3 separate regions of the Sus scrofa genome follow, and all the other regions are linked to region 1. Evidence: chromatin contacts called from public HiChIP or PLAC-seq data. All regions are on one chromosome and are shown on one strand. The core of a region is the stretch at or near the end of the contact, and the rest is flanking DNA. Distances in the headings are between cores, read along the strand shown. Region 1 overlaps PEX14 (peroxisomal membrane protein PEX14). Region 2 holds the start of CASZ1 (zinc finger protein castor homolog 1). Region 3 overlaps CASZ1 (zinc finger protein castor homolog 1).

Region 1 (5,164 bases), core at 1,573-4,072:
CTCGTTTCTCCTTTCTCATTTGCAGTTTTTCATCTTCTGTGATTTGGACACCAGATAACTGAGCTTGTATATGAAATAAATAGTAAGTAGTGTGAATAAAACGTTGCTATGTGTAACGTATATGGAATCTGTCATTTCTTTTTTGGCAACAGCAGTTTTCTTCTTCTCTTTCTCCTTCCTCCTCCTTGATGGTTTTCTCCTTTTTTTTTTTTTTTTTTGGAACTGGATGAAATTGGAGAGCTGAGCTCCGGAATGGTTGGGTCTTGTCTTTGACCCTCCCTTGACCCTCACCCGTGTCCCTGGCCTAGGTATCACAGGCTGCCTGACGGAATCAGCTGAGAATTATTAAATGGTGCCACTTGGAGGGTCCAGAAGGCCATCTAGTGAAGTCCTTATTTTGCAGAAATGAAGGGATCTGAGGCACGGTGCGGGGTGGGAGGTGGCGTTTGGGGACACTTTAGCACCAGGGTTGAAGCTTTGTGCAGGTTTCTTGCGACTCCGCTTTCCACCCTGCCTCTCTGCCTGCTAACTTTGAGCACAGTGTGTGTGAATGAGGAATTAGAGGGTTTGTGGAAGATAAAATTGTGGAGGAAAAGTCTCTGCTTGCTGTTGGTTTAAAGTACATAAACCAAAAAAAGGCTTCTGTTTGTTGCAGTGTTTGGTCTTGTTTGCACTCAAGGCTGTTAGCGATATTGTAGGAGAAGCTTTAATCCTTTCATTCAAATTTACAAGAAATGCTGTTTCCTTTTAGTTTAAAAAAAAAAGAAAAGAAAAGTCCAAGAGAGCATTTGATTTGAGGAACCAAAAGTCTAGAAAATGTATCCGGGAGTCCTCGTCAATTTGGGGCATAATGAAATATAAAAAATACTCAATAAAAGCTCCTTTATTACTTTAACTGTTTAAATGTGGAGTTTTTAGCCATCAGGTTAATGTTTTGGTATCATTTTTTTATTTGATTGTGAGCACTTTTCCAGGTAGCTCTGCCACTCGAGCGCTAATCAGATTCCCCCAGATGAATGGTGCTAGCTGCAGCCTGACATCACCGCATTTTTGCTTCGACATTATTTTATTTGGTTTTCCTGTAAAAGTTAATAACTCTGTGTCCATGCGTTTAACCAGGGAAGAAGAGGGAGAGAAAGGACCATGAACAGAAAACAACGAGCAGTGTCTCAGGAAGCTTTGGCCAAACTGAGGAGACGTAGAGATTTTTGTGATGTCACAATATTTCACCCTGGCCTAGGTATTTCATGAGTAGGGTGTGGAAAATCAAGATTGCAGAGCAAAATGGTGCCTCACAATTATTCAGATAACAAAAAGGGAACCTCTGTCTGTTTCCCAGACGGAACTGGAAGGAATTAGAAATGAGTTGCCATTGATTGAGAAGAAGGTGGGGAGGGATTGATTGCTTAATGGTGAGCGCTGTTTAAAGTTTGTGTTAATTGTCAATGAATTACATGCTCCGTTTTGGTGACCAGGGTTGGTAAGAACATCAGCTGCAGGCAGAAAGCGCTTCCTTTTCACCTTCCCGTCGGAGGTAGGACCTCGAGGGAGAGCCTCATGACCAAGATGGCTCTGGTGTCTAATAGGCCTGTGTTAAACCACTCGTGTTAAGAGTGTGCTTGTTTGTGGGAGGCTGTGGCTGTTGATACTAGGAATGTTTATGGTGTTTCGTGAAAGGTCACTGAATGGTTCAAACCCATGACCATGACCAGTTAATTCTTTCTGTGTTCTGTGGGTGACTTTGCCGAGCTAAACATTTCAAAATTGGGAGGCGTCTGGACCGATACACCTCTTGATCTAGAATCTCTTCCGAATTTACGTCTTGCTGCTAAAGACAGTCTGTGGATACAGATCTTGTACAGTGGGTGGACGAATCGGTTCCACAGTCCTTATCTCGGTGCCTCTGAAAGATGTGTAAAAAGTGATGACTCATGCATCATCGGAGTCAGAGGCAAGGCTTGTCTTGCTTCTCTGTGCCACGCTCGTGTGGATGAGTTACTCCCCACATCGTCTAGAGAGGCGTGGCCTGTGTTAGATACCCCTTTCTTAGAAAACCGAACCTGGTCATCAGCTTATTTCACATGGCTGGGAGGTACACCTGAGGTCTGTCGCCTCATTTACTTCCAGAGCTGGGCACCCTGGTCTTCCTGCCTTGGTGGATGGCCTGTCCTCTGCACCCCAGAAGCCAGGGGGCTTGGGGAAGGGGGCCACTTTCCCCTCAGAGGAGCTGATTTCATTTGAGCCTTTGAATAGAAACAGTTTCTAGTCATCTTACTGTAAATTTGTTGATTTTGGAGGCTGCCAGTTTTCTCTATTATGAATCATACTCTTCTATTTTCCTCCTTAGGCCACAGAAGAATCTAAAATAATAGCAGGAACCAGGACTTGGTGGTCTTCTCTCCGTAGCCTGTTTTAACTGTTCGCTTTTATCCTGCTTTCCAGGGAATCTAAAGATGGTTTAGAAGCTGCCCACATGTGTCATTTCCAATTCTTTTCTTGCTCGCTTTTGGATTTGAACTGTTTCTGGGTTGTGACGACTTCTTTTTTGGTATTCAAATCTATTTTTTAACATTTAGTCTTTCTCCAGTTTTCCTGTAGGATGTCTGGTAGGAGTGCCGCTTAGCAGCTCCTTAGGGTTTTAATTTTTTGCTATGTATGGGGTGAGGGTAGATGGAATTCCTTGGAGTCCAGGAGCCCATCTTGCTGCCGTCAGAGCAGAAGGTGCTCAGCCGCCATGAAGGGACCCTGCCCTGCACCATCTGTGGTCATCTGGCCAGCCTCTCACCCTCAGGGTGACGTGAGGGTGTCCCTGTCCACAGCACAACCCTTCTTCTTTCCCTCCCTCCCCCTCCCACATCTCGACAGTGCAGGGCTGGCGAGCTTTCCCAACCTCCATCTGGCCCGACTTCAAAAGAAGTGGGAACTGAAGCTTCGCCTGCGGAGCATATGAAGGTGCTAGAGTTTGGGAGAAGTAACCTTCAGAAAGCATCAGATTCAGCCCGTGGTGGAGAGAAGGGGACTCGGGGATGGAGGCAGTGGTCTCATTAGGAAGGTCCCGGGTACCGTCTGCTACATATTTTTAGTGTCGGAGTCACCGGCCACCGTCACTGAGTGAGCTCACAGTTCTCCTGGGGAGCATCTTGGACACTGAGTCATTACATTCCTTTGGAGTGATTCAACTCAACAGCCTGACACCTTCATTAATTTTACAGCACGGAAGCCTGGGTGCTCTCTGCTTCCCCTTTAACAGTGCCCGGGAATTAGAAGAATATGGAAAATATAAAAGCAAGGGAAACTGGGAGAAGGAGCAGTCAGAAGACACCATGTGAAGAAATGGAACTCCTCGCCTTTTCTTGGGATCTCCTGGGACCGAGCGCCCAACTCTCGCCACATGTTGCTGGCACACGCAAACCTTTCTCTTTCTGTTCCTGGCACGCCGGCCAGCCCCCCGACTTGCAGCCAGCTCGCTTGCCTTCTCCGCTGAGGTCACTGCTACCGTGATCCGTGTATAATGGCATTTTCCTCCTCTTTTCAGTATGGAGGCTATTACGGTTTCTTCTCTAAACAGGACTTCAAACAATTTGCTGCCAGTTGGATTTCAAAGCCAAGGAAAAGGCAAATGTCATCCTTTTTTTTCCCTCTCCTCTTTGGGTAACTGCTTTGTTGGTTGCATCAAAAATTAGAGGGGCTGCTATCTAAATTCAGGTGGGGACAGGCATTTAAATTTGCTTTTCTGTCTGCCTAGAGGAGAAAGGCCTTTTCCTTCGCAACCTTTCCTAAAAAGGAGCTTTGATCTTCTCAACCCAGAAACAAGGGTTTTTATTTCCTCCACGGCATCCTGTGTGTGTGCACTGCAGCGCTTTCTGTGCCCGAGTTCCGGCTGCCCTCTGCATCAGCAGCTCCCTTTGGGCTGCAGTTGGCACCCAGAGTACTCTCCCAAGGCACCCTGATGTCCCTAAGATCACTGTCACTTGACATTAAATAGTGCTTGTTGGCTTTAGATGCTTTTTATTTCTAGAAGAACTAGTTTAATACAATAGCGAACCAATGACATTCTGACAAGCAGTTCATGCAATATTTTTAACTGGGGCCAAGAAGAAAATTTTAAATGCAGAGATATTTCACTTGGAAGGGTACTTTTTATGCCCGTGACGTCACCACTTTTCGTAAAGGCTTTGACTGCATGCATCCATATGTTTTAAGAGAGACTGGGGTCAATAATGCTTGCGTGGGAATTCCCTAAACCCAGATCGACACAACAGACCTTCACAAACACTATATTCTGTCATGTCAACTCCACCAGAGATATGTTGTTTCTGTGATGTGAAAAACAAAAGGACGGAGGAGAGCACAACAAAGGAAACTAGGGCCGGGCCCACAGCGTAATTAGTGTGGGGTTGTAACCCAAATCAACAAGGGGAAGGACACAAGGACAAAACCCAGGAAATTCCAAGTTGAAAGAGAGGCTCTTTCCTTTAACTCCTGGAGACCCAGGGCGCTTGCTAGCTCACTGCTCACCCAGGTGCAGGAGGCTGGCTCCAGTACAAGTCACTGTCTTTATTTTTGAACTTCCTGGCTTTTGTTGACTTTCCCGTCTATTCCCCCCTTGAGGTAAATGAAACGTACCTTTGTACGCGTACACGTGTGTCAATGGTAGATAAACGGGCAAGGAGTACCTCTTGATTTTGTAACCCTCAGAGAAATTCTGGGGGGGGTATCCCTGTCACTGTCATCTGTTCATTTTTAATGAGCAATTTTAAAAAATTGAAAATAAAAGAGGCAAATGAATAGGTGTTGAACCAGCCCGTGATATGTAAATGCCAACTAGTAATTACCCAAAACCTCAATTTTCATTCGGTTTCATCTTGCAAAACATTTCATTTTCCCTGGGTGAAAACACTTCACGGGGGCTCGAGAGTCAGCGGAGCGGCCGCCTGCGGCCTGCGCGGCCACCGGCCCCGGCTAGGGGGCACTTTGGCTCCGCGCTGCGGCCGCCTCCCGGGCAGCGCGTCCAGCTCAAGGTTATTCCCCTCTTGCCATTCCAGTGGTTTCGCTCGGAGCGGTGGTGGCGCCCCTCCCCCCCCAGTCTGGTTTTGGGGAGCCTTATTTGCCTCCTTGTCCTTGCAGAGGATCGTATTGAATGTTGGCTCCCCGAGGCTTCCTC
Region 2 (5,164 bases), core at 1,870-4,369, 250 kb after region 1:
GAGGGAGGTGGAAACCAAAAGGCCGAAGTTTGGGAAGTGGGAAAGTGGCTGGGCGTCAGCGGAGGCAGTGCGAGTCGCCAGAGATGGCGCGGGAAGCGACGCCCGCCCGGGACGCACCGCCTCGCCGCCACCAGGGCGCAAACCCGGAGCTGTGCGCTCGGGCGCCGAACGGCCCAGCGCCCCCTCTGGGCACGTGGAGCGCAGCCCGGGCGCAGCCTCGGGGGACCAACTACCCCCCTCACCACGCCCGGCGCAGCTGCTCCTGCTCAGCCCGGACAGCTCCCTTCAGGACGGCGACGTGTGTGTGTGAGTGTGTGTGTGTGTGTGTGTGTGTGTGTGTGTGCGCGCGCGCGGGTGTACGTATGTGTGTGTGTGTGCGCGCGCGCGCGCCTTGGGGTGGGCGGGGGGGGGCACCGATTTATCCAGCGGTCTGTTTTACAGTCCCCTCGCGCGCTCTCGTCGCGCGCCCCTACCAGCTTAGAGGCACCCTAAATTTACCAACTTTGCCAGGAGACTACCCTGGCCTTTCCCCCCCTCACCGCCCCCATCTCTTGGAGTGTACAGGGTGTTGGAGGGACAACCGCACGCTCCAAGTGTCGTGGCCCCAGACTCCACCGGGGCAGCGATGCATTACCCCCTGGGTCGCCTCTTGATCCAGCCGGGTTTGGGGGAGCTTCAGGCTCGTTGGAGGGGTGGTTTTGCTGCTTTGCTGGTGGACAGATCCATACACACCGCACACACGTCCGTCCGCACCCTCCCGAGCGTGACTCGAAGGAGGTCCTCGCCGCACCCAGGGTCCGCTTCCCAAGCTGAAGCTGGGTCAGGAGGAACTTGTGTGGAAGGGTGAAGCGGCCCCCTGCCTCCCTCGACACTCCATTTCTCCCCCAACTCCGGACCCGGGTCGGAGATGACTTGGGAGAATCTGCGCCCACCCGCTAGAGAAAAATCTATTATTATTATCTTAATCTACGCCCCCAAAGTGTCCCTCCTGCCGTGATTGACGGCGCATACACCTGTTCCCCTCGCGGAGGAGCTTCCAACGCTGGGGACAGACATACGCCCAAAAGCTCCGCAGCGTCCCCGAGCCCGCCCGCCGCCCTCGCCCGGCCGGCCCCCGCCCGCCGCCCCAGCGCGCCCCTGCCTGTACCTTGCCTCCCCAGCGGCCGCCCCCTCCCCTCCCAAGCCCGGCTCCCCCAGCCCGCCTGCTCCCGGCCGCGCTGGCTTCGGAAAGAGAGAAAGAACAGAAAGCAAAACTTCCTGGCGGCCGACGGCCATCAGCTGCACATTCTGCAAATGCCACCGAGTAAAAATAAACCGGCCGCCGCTCCGCCCGGCCGGCTCACCCCGGGCGCACGACTCGGCCCCCTGCCCTGGGAGCTCCCTGACTGTCCGTACGGCCCGATCCCCCATTACCGCGCGCCCCCTGGAGCCCCGCTCCCCGACACTCCTTCGCCAGCCACCACGCGCTCCTTTGCCCTGAAGCTCGACCCCAAGTGACCGGGCGGCCGGGCCCTCTCCCCTTGGTGCCCCCCTGTGCTCCCGCAAGCGATCATTCTCTCTGTCCTCCGCCTGGTGCCTATTTCAGTCGTGCGTCCCTGGATTCAGGGTTCCTCTTCCCCAACTGCTGAGCCCCGAGGTTACCCTCAGCCCACCCTGGGGCCACAGACCCCGCCAGACCCTCGCCCACCGTGGCCGAGCCGCTGCGAGTGCACTGCTCCACCCGCCCCCCGGCCCGCCGGCCCGGCGTCCCACGTCCCCGGGCGCAACTTCTCTCCCAGCGCACACAACAACCGCCGCAACTCCCCCGAACTTTTCCCCGGACCCAGGCCGGCTCCGGCCGACAGTCACACGGCCCTGAGCCGGTGCCCCGGAACCGGCTCCCTGTGCCCAGCACTGCCAGCCCTGCACCCGGGGGAGGCTGGGGTGGGGGTGGGGGGTAGTGAGGAGCGCCACTTGCCGCGCCCGGAGCAGCGCACTTGAGACAAACTTCCCAGGCACGGATGAAAAAGGGGGCGCCGCTCCCCCTAGCCAAGCAACCTCTCGCCTCCGTTTTCCCACCAGGAGGCACCCCTTGGCATCCCGCGCCTAAGTGAACACTGCCTACCTCTGCCGGTGGCACCTACACCCTGGTACTGGGGCACAAGGGTCGGCTGGAGGGGTTCCCCACCCACCCCTTCCCTTGAGCAAAGTCTTGCAAAGTCACCCCAGGCGCCCCTCACCCCTGCCTCCTTCTCGGCCCCGGAGAGCGCACAAACCCCTGCAGCAGCGAGGGGGGGAGAGCGTAGGGGGAAGGAGTGATTACTGGGTATTGGAGAGCACCTGCCCCCCCACCACCACCCGGGAGCCCGCGGCGCGGGGGGCGCCCCCACCCTGTTTGCAAAGTCCTGCACTCGCGCCCGGCACCTCCCCCTCTTCTTCCCTACCCCGCCGCCCCCTCAGTTGGAGTCAGTGACCCCCAGGAGCAGCAGCCCTCCCCTCCCCCGGAGCCGCGCGCTGGGCATTCCCTGGTCGCGGCAGGCGACGCGCCGCCCCGCGCCCGGGTGCCAACCCTCCGTGCCCCCTGCCTCCCGCACGGCCGGAGTTGGGTGGCAGCCGCCGAGCGCAGGCTGGCTGGCTGGCTGGCTGGCTCGCTCGCTCGCTCGCCCGCTCCCGGCTGCAAGAGGCAGCCCGGGAGGTGGGGGGCTGCACCCGGGCAGGGGGCGAGGCGGGGAGGCACCCCGGGAGGCCCGCAGAACAGAGGGGCGTGGGGGAGCCGCGGCGGAGGGAGCGCCGAGTCTCTTACCTGCACTTGGGGCGGCTTTGGGTGACTTTCCAAGTCCGGGGGAAAAATGTGTGTGTGTTTGGGATGGAGCGCCGCGGGCGCGCATGCGCTGCCCAAAGTTGCCTGATCCCGGATTTTTCGCTCCCAGTCTCCGCTCTCGCCCGCTGTGATTATGGAATTCTCCGCGGCCGAGCGGGCGTGTGGGTGGCATGTAAAACCCGGGCCGGATCGCGGGGCCGGGCTCCGCTCCACCCTCACACCCCCAGACCTTCCCCTGCAGGTTTCTTTCCCACCCACCGCCCGGGCTGAGCTTGACTGGCGCGCGCGAGTGAGACGCGACCTGCGGAGCAGCATCTGAGCTTGCGGCACCTTTCTGCGGCCGGTGAAGCTTTCTCTACCCCTGACTGAGTGGACCTGAGGGGGGGGGACAAGAGAAGAGGGACAGGAGTGGTTACTGTTCACCTGTTCTCAGCCCCGCGAGCCAGTTTGCTTCCCACTTTTCCAGGGAAGAATTAGCTCTTTTCTGCAAGTTGGAGTGTTGAACCCCAAAGAACGTGATGTTCTCACTGTTTGATAGCCGCTCTGCACTTATTCTTTGCAAGGGAGTTTCCATTCAGTCCATTGTGCAAGAAATAAATCCTTAAGTGAGCAAGACAGGCTCTGAAGAATGAACCTGGGGCCGGAGGGGGGGGGAAGCGGAGCAGGTGATGAACATTAAAACAAGTGAATAATATGATTTCAGGGAGTAAAAGGATCATGAAGAAATAAAACGAGACAGTAGGATAAGAGTATCTGGGGAGAGCTTCTTTCCTATGCCCAGGTGAGAGTGAAGGCCTCTCTGAGAGAGAACCTTCATACCCCATTGGAGAAACCCCCCCTGTGCTCCCTTTGCCCCCTTTGCCCACCTTGCCCCCTTCCCAGGTGGCTTGAGGTGGCCACCCCAGGCTGAGCCAGCAGCAGTAGCTCCTGTCCTGCCTTTTGCAGCTAGGCGATCCCTATCCCAGGACTGAGCGAGTCAAGGTACCTGTGTTCCCTTCTGAATAAGAACAGGATGGAATTAGACTTGAAAGGAAGGCTCCGGAACACTCCCACGGTGAGATGGGAGAAATTGACCACCATAGTAAACAAATAACTGAATGATTCCTTGAATAGGTGAATAAACATTCAAAGTATGACCAGCAGCTTTAAGAAGGGTCCAACAGAAGGCATGAAACTATGCCACAGGCTGGAAAACACTGTTGCAGGCTGGTAGACTCGGAGATCTAATCAGCAAGGTTTCTGCAAAACCTCTCGGGACGAGCGAAGGGTGATGACCTAGAAGCGGGGAGGTGGGTAGGCCTTCTAACTTTTGACTCTGGGCTCATTCCACTGGGTCGTAGTTGGGGGGGTGGGGTAGGGTGGGGGGGCAATGTAAAGACAGACATCCTTAACAGCTTGGGTTTGGGGGGGGTCACCAGCACTCACCAGCCACATAACCTCTGTGCCTCAGTTGCCTCAACAGTAAATGGGGATAATAATAGCACTATTGCCTGGGTGTGTTGTGAGGCTAAAATGAGTTAATGCAGGGAAAGTGCCTGGGCCAAGACAGTGATCGATAAATGCCAGTAATTGTCATTGCTCCTTGGGACATCCAGTGCTCCCTCTGCTTCTCAGTTCTTCCTGTCCTCTCCCCATTCCTTCTCCTCTTCTGCCTTTTTTTTTTTTTTCCTCCAGCAATGGTCCTTCACTCATTCATGCACTCAGCAGGCATTTGCGGAGCCCCAGTGAAGAGCACATCCTCCTCCAGGGCTGGGGAGACGAAAAAGAACTCACAGGGCTTGTCTCCAAGGAGCTGGCTGGGGAGTTTGCTGGCCTCTCCCCTACCCCCGCTTCCTGCTATAAGGCTCGACCCGCACACCCCAACGGCCACAATTCACCCACCAAAATGTACTAAAACATTAATTCTTCCCTCCACTTTGTTTTTCTCAGATGCTTCTCAATTGTCCCATTTCCCCAAAGGAGTCTTTCTACCTCCTCTGAAGGAGCCACTTCGGGGGTGGGGGAAGCTGGAAAGAGTGACAAGCTGGAGGAGGGGGGAGGACTTTGGGGTGGGGTGAAAAGGCAAGACTCCTCTTCTTTTCCCAACCACCAACCCCCAACTCAGAAAAAAAAAAAAAAAAAAATTAAGCAAAGCAAAGGATCCATAGGTAGCCCTGGTCCCCAGAGCCTCCAGTGTCTTATTCCCCACCCCCAGCTCCCTTTGCAGGGACTGAAATCAGATGCTCTTTGCCTCGTTTGCTTCATTTTAGCATTTCCTGAGCTTTCCCTAAAATAAGCTATAAACTCTTTCCCATGGTCAGCAAGATTGAGCCTCACCTCCCTCCTCCCTCCCCTTGGTCACTCTGCCTCCGACACACCAGCCTC
Region 3 (5,164 bases), core at 800-3,299, 140 kb after region 1:
ATCCATGCTTACACAGAAGCACACGCGACAAGTCTACATCCACGCCCCTATCTCCTGGAAGGATGCCCGTTCAGAGACCTCCTTCCTAAAGAACTCTCGTCCCGTCTGTTCATCCCCATTTCAACAGAAACAAGTCAGAAGGTGTTTCAACTCCCCTTCGATCCGTCCCTGCAAACAGAGGGGAACATCCTTGCTCAGGAGATGGGCAATAATGAATGCTTTTAGAGGACGCTTCCTCCGAAAGGCTCAAAATGCATCTGCATCAACAATTGCACTGGATCTTGCAGGGGAGGCCTGGGGATGGGTCCCCGTGTTACAGGTGGGGTACAGGTGGGGCCCAGGGATGCTGGGGATGTGGGCCAGGCAGCGCCGTCCATATCCGGAACCCAGCGTGTCCTCCACTCCATGCTGCCATTGGAAAGGTCCCCAGGGATGCCCTCTTCCCTGTGAGAAGGAAGCCCCCACTCTGGGTCTATCTCCCTGCGTTTGGAAACAGGTCAATAATGTCTCTGGGTCTCCTGTTTCCCCACTTGTGAGAAAAGACAGCCTCCTGTGTCTTCAGGAGGGAAGTGACAAGGAGAGATGAGAGCAGGGTGTGTGTCCAGAATCTCCCGGAAAAGGCACGGACTACACTCACAGGGTTTGGTCGTCATGATTCTGCACGTTGCACCCTGTTCTCTACAAGGGGGAGAGGACTCAGTGTTGGGGGGGAGCAGGGGCGCTGCAGCTGCAGGACCTTTCCTGTGCCCGGCAGAGACTCAGGCAGTGCCCTGTCCCGCCTGGGGAGGCATGTGTACAGACCCGCTTGGACCCACGCACCCCTGGCTGGACGCAGCAGATGGAGACAGGTGGGTTTCCAGTAGAACCAGTAACCCCTTTGGACGGAGACTATTCTAGTTCAGGGGCTTGGGCTGTCCAGGACCCCGAGGGAGGGGCTGAATCCATCAGCCCATCCTCTTGCTCCCAGCGCTGAGGGGCTTCACGGGGCATGGGTCTTTTTGATCCTGGGCAAACCAGGCTGGTGGTCCCAACGTGGCTGACTACATGGTGTGACAGCTGGAAACCGCTCCCGAAACCCCTCCCTCTCGGGTGACAAGAGAAGCTCCATCTTCCTGAGTGAACTGATGACACGGGGCTTCTTGTGCCCTGCAAGGTCACATCTCCACCTCGGGGATTTGAAAAGCTGGGCCCTGGGAGTCCCCGTCGTGGCGCAGTGGTTAACGAATCTGACTAGGAACCATGAGGTTGTGGGTTCGATCCCTGGCCTTGCTCAGTGGGTTGAGGATTTGGCGTTGCCGTGAGCTGTGGTGTGGGTTGCAGATGCGGCTCCGATCCCGCATTGCTGTGGCTGTGGCATAGGCCGGTGGCTACGGCTCCAATTAGACCCCTAGCCTAGGAACCTCCATATGCTGTGGGAATGGCCCTAGAAAAGGCAAAAAGACAAAAATAAATAAATAAATAAAAATGACAAACTGGGCCCCGTCACAGAGGAACCCTGAGCACACACACGGAACGCGTGCCCCCAACTCAGCAGGCCACGGTGGAGCCCCGGTGGAGCCAGGAAGCAGGGCCTGGCCTGAGGTTCGGGGTGCCCCCTGGCCTTGAACTGTCTTGTCCAAACCACTTGTACTTAGCAGATGAGCATGGCCTCCGGGCCAGGCCCCTGGTATAATCCTTTCATTAATTTACTATTCGATGGGAAATTACTCCTTCCCCAGGAATATAAGTTTTCATCTTATTTTAAGTTCGATTCTTAAAGCAATTACCCAGGCATCTGGCAATGACTTCACCGCTGTGGCCGGGCCCTGCGGGGGAGAAGGGCAGCCCTGAAGCTGCACAGACCCCCGGCTCCCAGCCCCGGAGGGGAGTTTGGAGAGACCTGGGGGCCCCCAAACAAAGGTCCTGGGTCCTGGGAGGGAAGTGGGGGGCACACCGTTATCTCTGATATTTGCTGCTTGTGGAAATACGCCTCCCCAGCACCACCTGCCCCGTGAACCTACTGGTGACAGTTGTTGAAAAGCCTCAGCAGCTGGTGCCGCGGGAGCATTTTCTATTTTTAATTGTTTGATCGGAATATTAACTCATCTAGGCCCGTTCCCAAGACAGAGCTCCCAGCCGGAGGGGTCTCCCCCGTCCCCAGATCTGCCTTGCTTCCTCTCCAGTCAGAAATCAACTTTGAAATTAATAACTGGAAACACAGACCTCTGTGAGTTTACAAAAGATGAGAGTCATCAGGGAGAAATAGCAAGAGGTCCTCCCTGGCCAGGGGGGCCCCGAGTGGATCTCGGAGCCACCGACGGGCGGCTCCAGGCGGGGGAGGGGATGCGAGCACCCACGGGCGCCATGGCTCTTCCCCGACCCAGCTTTTCCTGGCCAGCCCCTCCCTCCCCGCTCAGGTCAGCCCCACTGACCCAGTCTGCTCCCTTGTCAACCTCAAGGGCGGGGCTGCTGGGGAGGCTCCCCCGGGGAGGGCACGTGGCTCCGGGCTCCGAGGGGCTGGGCCAGAGGCTGCCTTGGCTCTCAGCCTCTGGTTCCGAGAGGGGGGGGGCAGGTTCTGCCAGCAGGTCCTCCGTGGGAGCAACACCAAGGGCTCCAGGCCCAGCCCCGACGGGACGGTCACCCGGCTCAGCCCTAGCCAAGCGCCACTCGGGCTCGAGAGGGACCATGCTGCCGGGGACCAACCCAAGCCCTGTGGCCCCCTACCCAGCACGGGGCCACCCGGCGTCCTCGGCCTCGGCGCCCTTGGCTCCCCTGTCACGCTCTCGCCTCTCAAGGTCGCAGGGCTGTCCACACCAGGAATATTTACTCACCAGACTGGCCCTGTTAGCAGCACTCACCACAAATATGCTTTCTGATAAAGTTGGCAGAAAAAAAAGTTCGAGGGCTGGAAACAATGTCAGAAACCATCCCCCGCCCCCGCCAAGCACGGGTGAGGTGAGGCCCGCGAGCAGGTCCCACGCCAAGAGTCCTGGGGGAGGCGGCGGCCGCGCTCACTCTCACTTTTCTCCTTCCTGTTTCACCTCCCAACATACAGCCTGTTGCCAGGGGACCAAGGGCTGGGGATGGTTCTAAGCCAGGGCCGGGTCCTGGCCCCCAAAGGGCGCAGCCCAGAGGCCGGGGGATGGGGAGCTCCCCGGGGGCCTCTGGAGGAGGAGGCCGGGCGGCCTCTTACCTCCGATTCTCCCTGGCCCGTCTCACCTCGCTGAGCCCCTTCCCACCCGCCCGCCCTCCCTCTGTGCACATGGGCTTTAATGTTTTTATTACCTGTTTGACTCGCTGCCTTATTGCTTCTCCCCTTAATGGGGCCGTAACCGTGGAAACGAGGAATAAACGGCCACCAGAAAATGAGATGATTAAACAGGTCACCCTGGCAAAACAAACTCAGCCAAGGAACCTCTGGGGGCGGGGAGGGGAGGCTCCTCCTCCCCCTCCCCATGGCCAGAAGGCTTGGACCAGACCTGGGACCAATGTCCCTTCCTCTGGCACTGGGGCAGATACAGAGGGGCGCCCCCTGCTGGGCGGTGTGGAACCCTGCCAATCTCCCTTGACCTGCCCCCCAAGGCTCCCCTCTCTCCCAGGCAGTCCTTCCAGCTGGCCTTGGGCCTTGAGCTCTGAGCTAACAGGGTGGCCAGGAGGAAAGCACTGGTCTAGAGGGACAAGGACGATCACCGCCAGGGAAAAGATGCATTCCCCGGTGACACAAAGTTCTAGACTTCTCTGCCTCCTGGCTTCCTGGATGTCTCTTGCTTTCTCACTGCGCTCGAGTCCCCTGCCCCATCGACTGCATCTCTTGGTCTCAGGCAGCATATCCCCCTCCGGGCCCCTTCGTTCTCGGAGAAAGCCCTATAAGAAGAGGCCAGTGTAGGCCAAAGCTCAACTCAGCACGGTTTCCTCTGGGAATCCCTGGTCTGTGGAGCCAAAAATAATGTGTCTGTTCCTCCCCTGGGCCAACCTGCTTCCGCAAAGCCTCAGACCAGCAAGCAACAAGACAGGGCCCTCTTCACTTTTTGAAGGGGTCTCAACAGCCACGGGCTGGTGCCACCACGCCAGCCAAGACTGTGGGGCCAGAAGAGCCCCGGGGAGGTGGCCTGTGGGGCGCTCTCAGAACAGACCCCCTGAGCCGGCCCAGGAGCGGCCCAAACATCATGCAGAGGTCTGAGGCCCTGGCAACGTGGGGTGGGCTTCAGTACACGCTGCCCCTTCTTTTTCTTTTTCTTAGTTTTAGGGCCACACCTGTGGCATATGGAAGCTCCCAGGCTAGGGGTCGAAACTGAGCTGCAGCTGCTGGCCTACGCCACAGCCACGGCAACACCAGATCCGAGCCCATCTGTGACCTATGCCACAGCTCAGGGCAACATCAGATCCTTAACCCACTGAGCAAGGCCAGGGATCGAACCTGTGTCCTCATGGATACTAGTTAGGCCCGTTTCCGCTGAGGCCTTCTTTCTGGCCTCAGTCCCTGTACTGCAGCCATCCAGCTAGAGGGGTCCTGGGGCCGGGAACAGACTCAGAGAGGATGGACCTGCTGCAGTAAGGTCTGAGGACATGGAGACGGGCAAGGAGAAGAAGAGGAGTGTCCCGGACCACCCGGTGGCTACTGCCCTCCTGTCCCCTCCGGGGCAGCCGACCGCGGGTGCCAAGTCTGACTTCACACCAAGACCCTCCCAGCCCCAAACCACAGTCATGGTTAGGAGCTACCGTGGGGCCTCCCGCCAACCATTCATTCACCACCTAGCTTCCTCCTTATGCCTCCTCACCCCCTTCATGTCATCCCTAACGCTGGCCCCACTCCTTCCTGTAAACCAGGCTGTAGAAAGCTCTCAAGGAGCGAAAGCCCAGGTCCCAAGGGCATCCGCCAAATGCTTCCCGCCTGCCTCCTGCTGCCCCCACAAGAAGCCGGGAGGCACTTGGCGAAGAGGCACAACAATCAATCAGTTCTACCAGCACTAACAGTGGGAGGTGCTGGACCAGCCCTGGACCACGCACCGGGAGGAGAGGCGAATGCAGAGCTAACTCCGATGGTCGCCCCTGCGGACACCAGGAGCGGCGGAAAGCAGGGCCTCTCCAGGCAGGGTACTGAAGGCTGAGTGCCGCCCCGACACACCAGATCGTGGGCATAACCAGGCCTCAGAGCTGCGGGCCCCCAGCCAACCTCTGATCTCTA

Evidence for each region. HiChIP or PLAC-seq counts read pairs in DNA pulled down with a chosen protein or histone mark.
Region 2: a contact with region 1 is called in an H3K27ac HiChIP or PLAC-seq map of skeletal muscle. The contact joins the promoter of CASZ1 here to the enhancer-like site in region 1. A contact is called at or near these places in 12 of 47 Hi-C or Micro-C datasets (alveolar macrophages, brain, epiblast stem cells and 8 more) and 1 of 2 datasets of contacts at active chromatin or transcription factors (skeletal muscle).
Region 3: an H3K27ac HiChIP or PLAC-seq map of skeletal muscle shows a contact between it and region 1. The contact joins two enhancer-like sites. A contact is called at or near these places in 6 of 47 Hi-C or Micro-C datasets (alveolar macrophages, embryonic fibroblasts, liver and 2 more) and 1 of 2 datasets of contacts at active chromatin or transcription factors (skeletal muscle).

What each region holds. Positions count from the first base shown.
Region 1 is chr6:70,780,324-70,785,487 of Sscrofa11.1, forward strand. All of the region lies in intron 2 of PEX14 (peroxisomal membrane protein PEX14), which reads left to right. Among named protein-coding and RNA genes, the nearest start is that of PEX14, 45 kb to the left of the region's middle. Within about 2 kb of position 2,823, at least 22 of the 83 cell types and tissues checked have an H3K27ac peak or open chromatin away from gene starts, as enhancers often do. A contact at or near this core is called in skeletal muscle, where this site is marked.
Region 2 is chr6:71,026,376-71,031,539 of Sscrofa11.1, forward strand. CASZ1 (zinc finger protein castor homolog 1) reads right to left here and starts at 3,120. Exons shown (of 21, transcript XM_021095326.1): 1 at 2,783-3,120. The coding sequence starts at 3,115. It overlaps LOC110261094 (a long non-coding RNA gene), which reads right to left and starts at 355. Exons shown (of 2, transcript XR_002344888.1): 1 at 1-355.
Region 3 is chr6:70,922,247-70,927,410 of Sscrofa11.1, forward strand. The region is part of intron 4 of CASZ1 (zinc finger protein castor homolog 1); the gene reads right to left. Among named protein-coding and RNA genes, the nearest start is that of CASZ1, 100 kb to the right of the region's middle. Within about 2 kb of position 2,050, at least 18 of the 83 cell types and tissues checked have an H3K27ac peak or open chromatin away from gene starts, as enhancers often do. A contact at or near this core is called in skeletal muscle, where this site is marked.